Regions from separate parts of the Pan troglodytes genome. Here region 1 is linked to region 2. The links are chromatin contacts, called in public HiChIP or PLAC-seq maps. All regions are on one chromosome and are shown on one strand. Each heading gives the region's core, a stretch centred on a gene start, on an enhancer-like site or on the middle of the called end of the contact. The rest is flanking DNA. Distances are from core to core; before and after follow the strand shown.

Evidence for each region. HiChIP or PLAC-seq counts read pairs in DNA pulled down with a chosen protein or histone mark.
Region 1: a contact with region 2 is called in an H3K4me3 HiChIP or PLAC-seq map of stem cell-derived excitatory neurons, with 3 times the contacts expected there. The contact joins the promoter of HMGXB3 here to the enhancer-like site in region 2. A contact is called at or near these places in 4 of 7 Hi-C or Micro-C datasets (blood, induced pluripotent stem cells and stem cell-derived neural progenitor cells), 1 of 1 datasets of contacts at active chromatin or transcription factors (stem cell-derived excitatory neurons) and 1 of 1 other capture datasets (stem cell-derived neural stem cells).

What each region holds. Positions count from the first base shown.
Region 1 is chr4:147,724,885-147,728,276 of NHGRI_mPanTro3-v2.0_pri, forward strand. It overlaps HMGXB3 (HMG-box containing 3), which reads left to right and starts at 1,974. Exons shown (of 20, transcript XM_009449938.4): 1 at 1,974-2,449. TIGD6 (tigger transposable element derived 6) reads right to left here and starts at 2,437. Exons shown (of 2, transcript NM_001243881.4): 1 at 1,744-2,437.
Region 2 is chr4:147,564,522-147,568,154 of NHGRI_mPanTro3-v2.0_pri, forward strand. PPARGC1B (PPARG coactivator 1 beta) reads left to right here. Exons shown (of 12, transcript XM_003310895.5): 9 at 1,571-1,646. Among named protein-coding and RNA genes, the nearest start is that of PDE6A, 100 kb to the right of the region's middle. Within about 2 kb of position 1,455, at least 4 of the 24 cell types and tissues checked have an H3K27ac peak or open chromatin away from gene starts, as enhancers often do. A contact at or near this core is called in stem cell-derived excitatory neurons and stem cell-derived neural stem cells, where this site is marked.

The sequences.
Region 1 (3,392 bases), core at 724-3,223, 160 kb after region 2:
AAGGGTAGATTTTTACTATCACCTCTATACATGTATCCATCCATTCATGACATGTACTATGTATAAAGCAGTATGCTTGATGCCAGCCATACAGAGATGAATGGAGCATAGTGCCCACCTTTGAGGAGCCTACCAGGGAAGACAAACACTAGAGCATGTGAAAACTAAATCAGAGGTTACGGAGTACTACTGGAACATAAAAGTGCAGATAATCAACTGGAATGGAGCATGGATGGGCAGTGCACTTCAAAGAGGGAATAATATGGTGGGCCTTAAAGAATAAACAAATAGGAACTCATGAGATGAAAGGAAATATTTAACATGAAAGGCAATGAAATACTATATAGGAAATAGAATGTCCTGGTCAGGAACAAAAAATTCTTTGGAGAAGAAAGCAAGGACCAAATCACAGGAAGTCCTAGTTAGGTTTCTAGCTTGCTTTGGGGGCATTAAGAGGCTTTTGACGGTTTTTTGGTTTTGTTTTTCTGGAATGACATGATCAGATTTACAATACAGTCTTTTGGTTGCAGGGTAGAGAACCTAATGGGTAAAGTTGATTTTCCTAAGAGATGGCCTTAAATCTGAAGATAAAAGCAGGCTAAACAGTTTGGATGTTAATTTGAGTGCAATAGGAAGCTACTGAAGGATTTTAAGGAAGGAGAGATGACTGCTGTGTAAAGAATGGAAGGGTATCAGAGAAAAAAGCAGGAGTCCACATGAGATAATGGTGGCTTGGATTAGAGTAGTAATAGAGAGATGGTGAGTAGTAGTCAGTCTGGGGCTGTTTTTGCAAGCCCTGTGCTGGACCGGATGTGAGGTGAAGGAGGAGTCAAGGATAACGCCCAGGTTTCTGGTTTGAGCACTGAGGAATCCAGCGGATGATGGTGCCATTTACTGAGGTGGGAGGATCTACTGCGTAAACCTCATTTGTTAAGCACTTTACATGCTTAATATTGCTTACTTGTGGCAGGGCTGGGATTCAAACCCAGGAGGCTCACAACAAAGCTAGCACTCCAAACACTACAGAGTGCTAGATAGCTGGTTCTGGGAACTACTAATATTGAGAGGAGACATAGAAAGAGAATGAAGCAAGAGCCAAATCAGACAAGTCTTGGTCAAGCTAAGACGTCTGAATTTTATTTTAAGTGAATGAGACACTGGAGGGTTTTAAGCAGGGAGTGACTTGATCAGACTTACAGTGCAAAATGATCAATCTGACTGCTTCGTGGAGAATAGATTGTAGAGGGGATGTGGGGAGAACTACATCAGTCCAGGCAGGAGATGATGGTGGCTAGAAGGTTGGTGATGGCGGTAGATGCAGAGAAGTAGGCAGACTGGAATACAGTGAGGGTTGTGCGGGAACTTGTACAAATGTGGACAACTTGTGACACTGGAGAGAAAGGACAATCCAATCCAATCCCTATTTGATTTACGGAGGCTCTCCATACGGTCATTCAGCTCAGCTTGAGTCACTCCAGGAACTCACTACCATCACTATTCGTGGGCCAGTGGGAGAGACGGATTGAGGGCAGATCACTGGAGTGATGAAGGCGCTACTTGATGCGGCACTACGTATGAACCCGATCCTGAATGAGAGGGAAAGACTGAGACAGGCTGAGGTCAGGCCTTGAACGTCGTGCTGAGGAGGGGGTGGTATTGTAGGCTTCCCAGCGCCCGACGTGGCTCTGAAAGGTGAGGCGGGGCCTAGATCCCTCACGCTCAGCACAGCCCCGCCCCCGTTACCTGAACGCCCCACAGCAGTGCCCGGGGTCTGAGCGGCCGGGGCGTCCCACCGCCGGCAGCTACAGCTTCCTCCTCCGCCCGGGACCTCTGGCCGGAAGCAGTCCGTTCGCCTTACTAGACCCCCTCCAAGCCTTTGAGCAGTTCGTGTGGGTCCGCCCCCAAGCTAGGGCTGGGCTGTTGCGCTTGCGCCAGGGGTCGCATGCAGTCACGCGCCGCCGACCGCTTCCGGTGCGCCGCGAGGGCCGCCGGGACGGGTCTCCCTGGCGATCCGTGGTGTGCCGCTCCTGCCGGTGCAGCCGCCAAACCGGTGCCTCGGTGACGACCGTGTCCCTGCCGTCTTCCTCGAGCTCCCCGGGGCTTGACCCCCGGGGCCCTCGGCAGGCATCGGTGAGGAGCCTGCGGAGCGAACCTGTGCTCCTATTCTTGCCCTTCAGGACCCCATATCGCGACTCCGAGGAGGGGAAGCGAGAGGGGCTGTCGCGACTCCGCGCCGTGTGTCGCCGGGCGGGGCCGCGGGGCCGGGGCTCCTTCAGCCCCCGGGATGCGCGCGCGAGCCCTCGCCTCCACTTCCTTGTTGCTGCTGTCACGACTGGAGCCGCCTCTCGCCGACAGCGGGGAGCGCGAGTGCGCCAGCCATCCCCCTCGTCGAGCCGCCGGGCCAAGCGCCTCCGGGAATGTGAGCGGCGCAGCTTGCACGCTCCTCCGGGTAAGTCCCGCCTTCGAGGGCCGCGCCGAGCCGCTGGGCGACCTCGAGTTGGATGCTGCGGCTCTCTGAGCCTCTACTGAGTCTTCCACAAAGTAGGGCCACTGAGCCTTAGTGTCCTCCTTCCGCAATCCGTATGGGACATTCGGATGTCCCAGACGTCTTAGCTTGACCAAGACTTTGTCTGGTTTGGCTCTTGCTTCATTCATGACCCAGAATGAGGGAAAGGAGCTAGCCCAGAGTCAAACTGTGGCCCATGGCTGAGCCCTCAAAGGCCATCTCGTGAGATTCCAAGGAGGATCTGATGGGACAGAGAAAGTGTCTCGCATATTTCAGGTATTGACCTTAACTCTGTTTTACAGATGAAATAACGGAGACTTAGGGTAAGTGGATTTGCTTAAGGTCAGAGGTCCCCGTGCTGGTGCGACTGGTGTAGCCTGTACTAGAACCCGGATTTTCTGTCCTCTAGAGCCCTTCGTTTTTAACCTTAAATTGTCCTGCCTCGAGTCTGATAACAAACTTGTACTCAGGCTTAGAACAGGGTAATAAAACAAACAAAACCGTAGGGTGTTGTCTTCCTGCCCTCAGCCCAAGGTGGCTGTAATGACTGTTTCCTAACCCGTTTTGCGCAGGGTGCTTAGTACCCTATATGCCATTCATTACAGATGCTCTCCTGCAGTTACTGCCCTTCTCCACAAGGCTTTCAGCCGCCCAGAAGTCAATTCAGGGCAAAAAAGCGCAGTCCCCACGTAGCCTTGATTTGAACTACTGCTTCCCTTATCCTTTACTGGCCTATTGCTTACCCAGCCAAGTTGTAGACTGTGTTCTCTTCCTGGGTTGCACTATGGCAGTTAGAATGTAGGTTTTTGTTTTGTTTTTCTTTGTTAGTTTAGTTTTTGTTTTTAATAGGAAGAGGAATCATTTAGAGATGACAGAGAACTAGGAA
Region 2 (3,633 bases), core at 205-2,704:
CAATGTCAAAGGTTTGGCTTCAGCCTTGCTTTGCTGTGAGCTCTAAAGCACTCCATCTCCACATTAGGCAGTTGCCCAGGTTCTCTTCATGTTGAAATACATCCCCCAAGCTGGAGCTTCCCTGGCCTCCTTTCTCTCCTGCCCAGCTCAGAGGTGTTTGGGCTGGGCCTGCATTCATAGAATTGCCTGGGAAGAGTCGAGAACTTCTCTAGAAACCCCCATGGATTTTCCTTTTTCTCTTCTCGCTTTTGGGCCAGGTTCAGGGCTGGCTTTTTCTGCTCACTACAGAAACTTAACTGGGTAACCTGGCTCCTGCTCAGCTACCTGGCTGAGCTCAGTACCTGGTAAACCTGGTAAGATACTAATCAGCCTTCTCCAGACCTATACCAAACACTCAGCAACAGAAAGCACGTTAAGCTGGGTTAACAACACAAATCTTGAACTCCACGATACCTTCCAGGCACTCTCAGCTCTTCAGGTGGGGAAAGTCTACCAATTCTGTTGCAAAAGGGATGATAATACTATAATTAGGTAACCCTTTAAAGTTGCAAGTAATTTCCCCTCCCATTATCCTACTAGAGCTTCACAGGTGCACCTGGAGGTATCTGCTGCTTATCCCCATTTTATAGATGAGGAAGCTGAGGCTCAAAGAAATTACATAGAAAAATAAAGCAAATATTTATGGAGCAGTTCCTGGGCTAAGCATTGACATGCACTTTTAAATTTAATCCTCACAAATGGCCAAGGGATGGACACAATTGGTTATCCCTATTTTATAGATGAAGAACTGAAGTTGAGAGGGCTTCTGTAACTGGCCCAAGGTCACCGAACAGGGAGGCGGCGGGGCCAAGATTCAAACTCAAGCTGTCTGACTCACAAGCCTGTGTTCTTGTCCTCTGTGCTGTATTTGTCAGTGACTCAGACTGGATGAGTGAGGGCAGCGTGCAGGCAGGCAAGGAAGGCTGCAGGTGGGTGGCACCTGGGAGCCTGCTCGGGCTATGGGACTAATGAGCCTGATAGCTAGCCTGGAAGCATGGAGCTGCAATGGCCAGGGGCTGCTGCTTGGCTGAGGCATGAACCCAAAGGGAACAGTGGTTCTGGAATCAGAAGGACCTGCTTCTAACTTCTCTGCTTTCTGGCTTTAAGCAAATCCCATCTCAAACCTGAGCCTCAGATTTTTCATCTGGAAAATGGAGAAACATAAAACCTCATGGGGTTTTAAAAAAAATCAGGTCAAATAAGATAATAAAGCAAAAGGGCTTTTCTACCCCTAATGGCATAGAGAGGCAAGGCTCAGAATGCGGTGGGATTATAATGAGCAACACATTGGTTCCCGGTGATCCAGTCCGGAAGCAGGCAGTAGGCATGTGTCCAGATGTTCAGGCCCACACACAGCCCTGGGCCGTCGTTGCAGAAGGGGAAGCTAGGTTTCTGCGGGAGGCAGTTCCGGCTCGTGTGCCCTCGTGAACAAATCCTAAGGAAGCATCCCTTGCGTCCTGGAGCAGATCCGCCCCCACCCCCATGGTCTCTCCCGAGAGTGAGTGCCTCTGCTTTGCTTGTTCACTGACAGATGTGAGAGCAGAGGGCCGTGTTCAGACAGAACGCCAAGCATCCGGCACGCCAGGAAGCGGCGGGAAAAGGCCATTGTAAGTGATCTGGGGGCCCAGAGCCTGGAGTGAATGGGAACGGACAGGAAGTGTGTGAGGGCTTCATGGACCAAAGCCTTTTGAGGCTGGCTGGTGAGCCCCTCAGTCTTCGGCCTCTGCCTGGGGAAGAAGGGACTATGGCAGCAGCAGACAATGATATTTCTCTCATTTGAAGAGCACCAGGGTCACTAAAGGGCATCAAAGGTGGCACCATGCAAAGTTCAGCCAAGAGACTGGCCATGAGTGTGCTGTTGGTGGTGATTTAGGGCTCAGCGTCAGGGGCCTTGAGAGAGCCAAGTGGGCAGGCTGTGGTAGTGGGGAGCAGAGCCAGGCTGGCCAGGTCACAAGTCAGCCCTGCCACCACCTTCTATGTGACCGTGGGCAGGTCCCCCAGCTACCCCAAGCCTCACTTTCCTCATTTGTACGTAAGGGAGTTGGGCCTGTGCTTCCCAAGGCTTTCCCCAACTTGATCAGTGCCAAGAGACCAAGAGAGCTTGTCCCTTCCTCCCCACCCACCTCCCTAATGCCTTCCCAGAGTTAGTCCACAGGCCCTGGCCTTCTGGCTTTGCCTGGTGACCCTACTGCAAAGCTCCCCACAGAGAAAACACATCAGGGGCCTGGAGTGGGGAGCTGGAGCTGGCCAGCTAGGCTGTGTCACTAGAAGGGAAGGAGGAAAGTAGGATGGAAACACAAAAAGACAAACAGACTCCTGCTGGGTCTCTCCCATGTGATGTGGCACTTCAGGGAGGAGGGGCACACAGGAGGTATGCATACCCTAGAGGTGCACAGCTGTCTGCACACAGGTCCTTAAAACCGTGGACTGTGCATGGAGCATCTTCTTGGAGTCTGGGTCTGGTCATTCAGCAGTTACAGGCCTAGCACAGTTCTGGGCGTTGGAGGACAGCAATGAACAAGAGGGATGAGGCCCCCCTTCTGGCTGAACGGAAGGGAGAGAGAGATAATAGACTCGTAAACAAAGGAATAAACAATGTAATTACAGATTGGGATAAGCACTGTGAAATTAGTAATGTGCAATTTGTAACAATCTGAAGTAAACAGGACTGTTGAGGAGGATGTGTTTATGGGGTGGCCAGGGAAGGGCACCTTCAGGGAGCTGGGCCCTGATTGATGAAAAGGAGCAACCAAGCGAAGACTCAGGGGGACAGGTGTTTGGAGCAGTGGCAGAAAGGAGCTTTATGAATTCAAGAAGCTGCAAGGAGAGTGGGAGGAGGGGATTTCTCTGTTGAGCTGAGCTTGGACGTCGTGTGTCGTGGGATGTACAGTTCCCCTGACTGTTGACGACGGAGTCCTGTTTGTGGACCCGCCACCTGGGTTTTCTTCCTTGGCATGTGTAGTACGTGGGTGGGATGGCTGGAGCATCACTGGCTATAACCTGTTTCCAGAGCAAGCCTGTCCAGGACAAGAAACTGTGTGTTTTTCCTATGGGAAGACAGATTTCCAGGAACAAGCCTGCAGTTTCTCTCGCAGGTCAGAGTGACTTGTCCAATAGCAGTGGCTTCAACCAGATCAAATCACAGATCTGAGAGGAGGGGAAGGGGAGTTCCAGTCTGGACTTTCTCCCACCCCTTCCCTCTGCTAGGCTGTTCTGGGCACCCACTGGCATAGCATGGAACTCTCCTGAAGGTGACGCCTTGGTGACAGTGTCTATACTGTGGCTTCAGCCACTTTGCCCAGGCAAAACCAATATCCCTGATGCCCCCACCTCATTACCCTTCCTTCCAGCCCACTCTCACACTCACAATCAACCTGCCTCCTGTGCTTGCCCTACCCCAGCACCTCCCCTGCTCAGACTTGAAAGGTTAAGTCCAAAAGCTACTGAATATGCAGGCATATCAATGGTGATAAATCCCTCCCCCTTCCTAGCCCCAGTCTCTGCTCATTTCCTTCATGTAAGCAGTGGCTTCCTTGGAGGCCTCTTCCCTTCCAACACCCTCCCCCAACAAGGGCAGGTCCTCTGGGGTAGAAA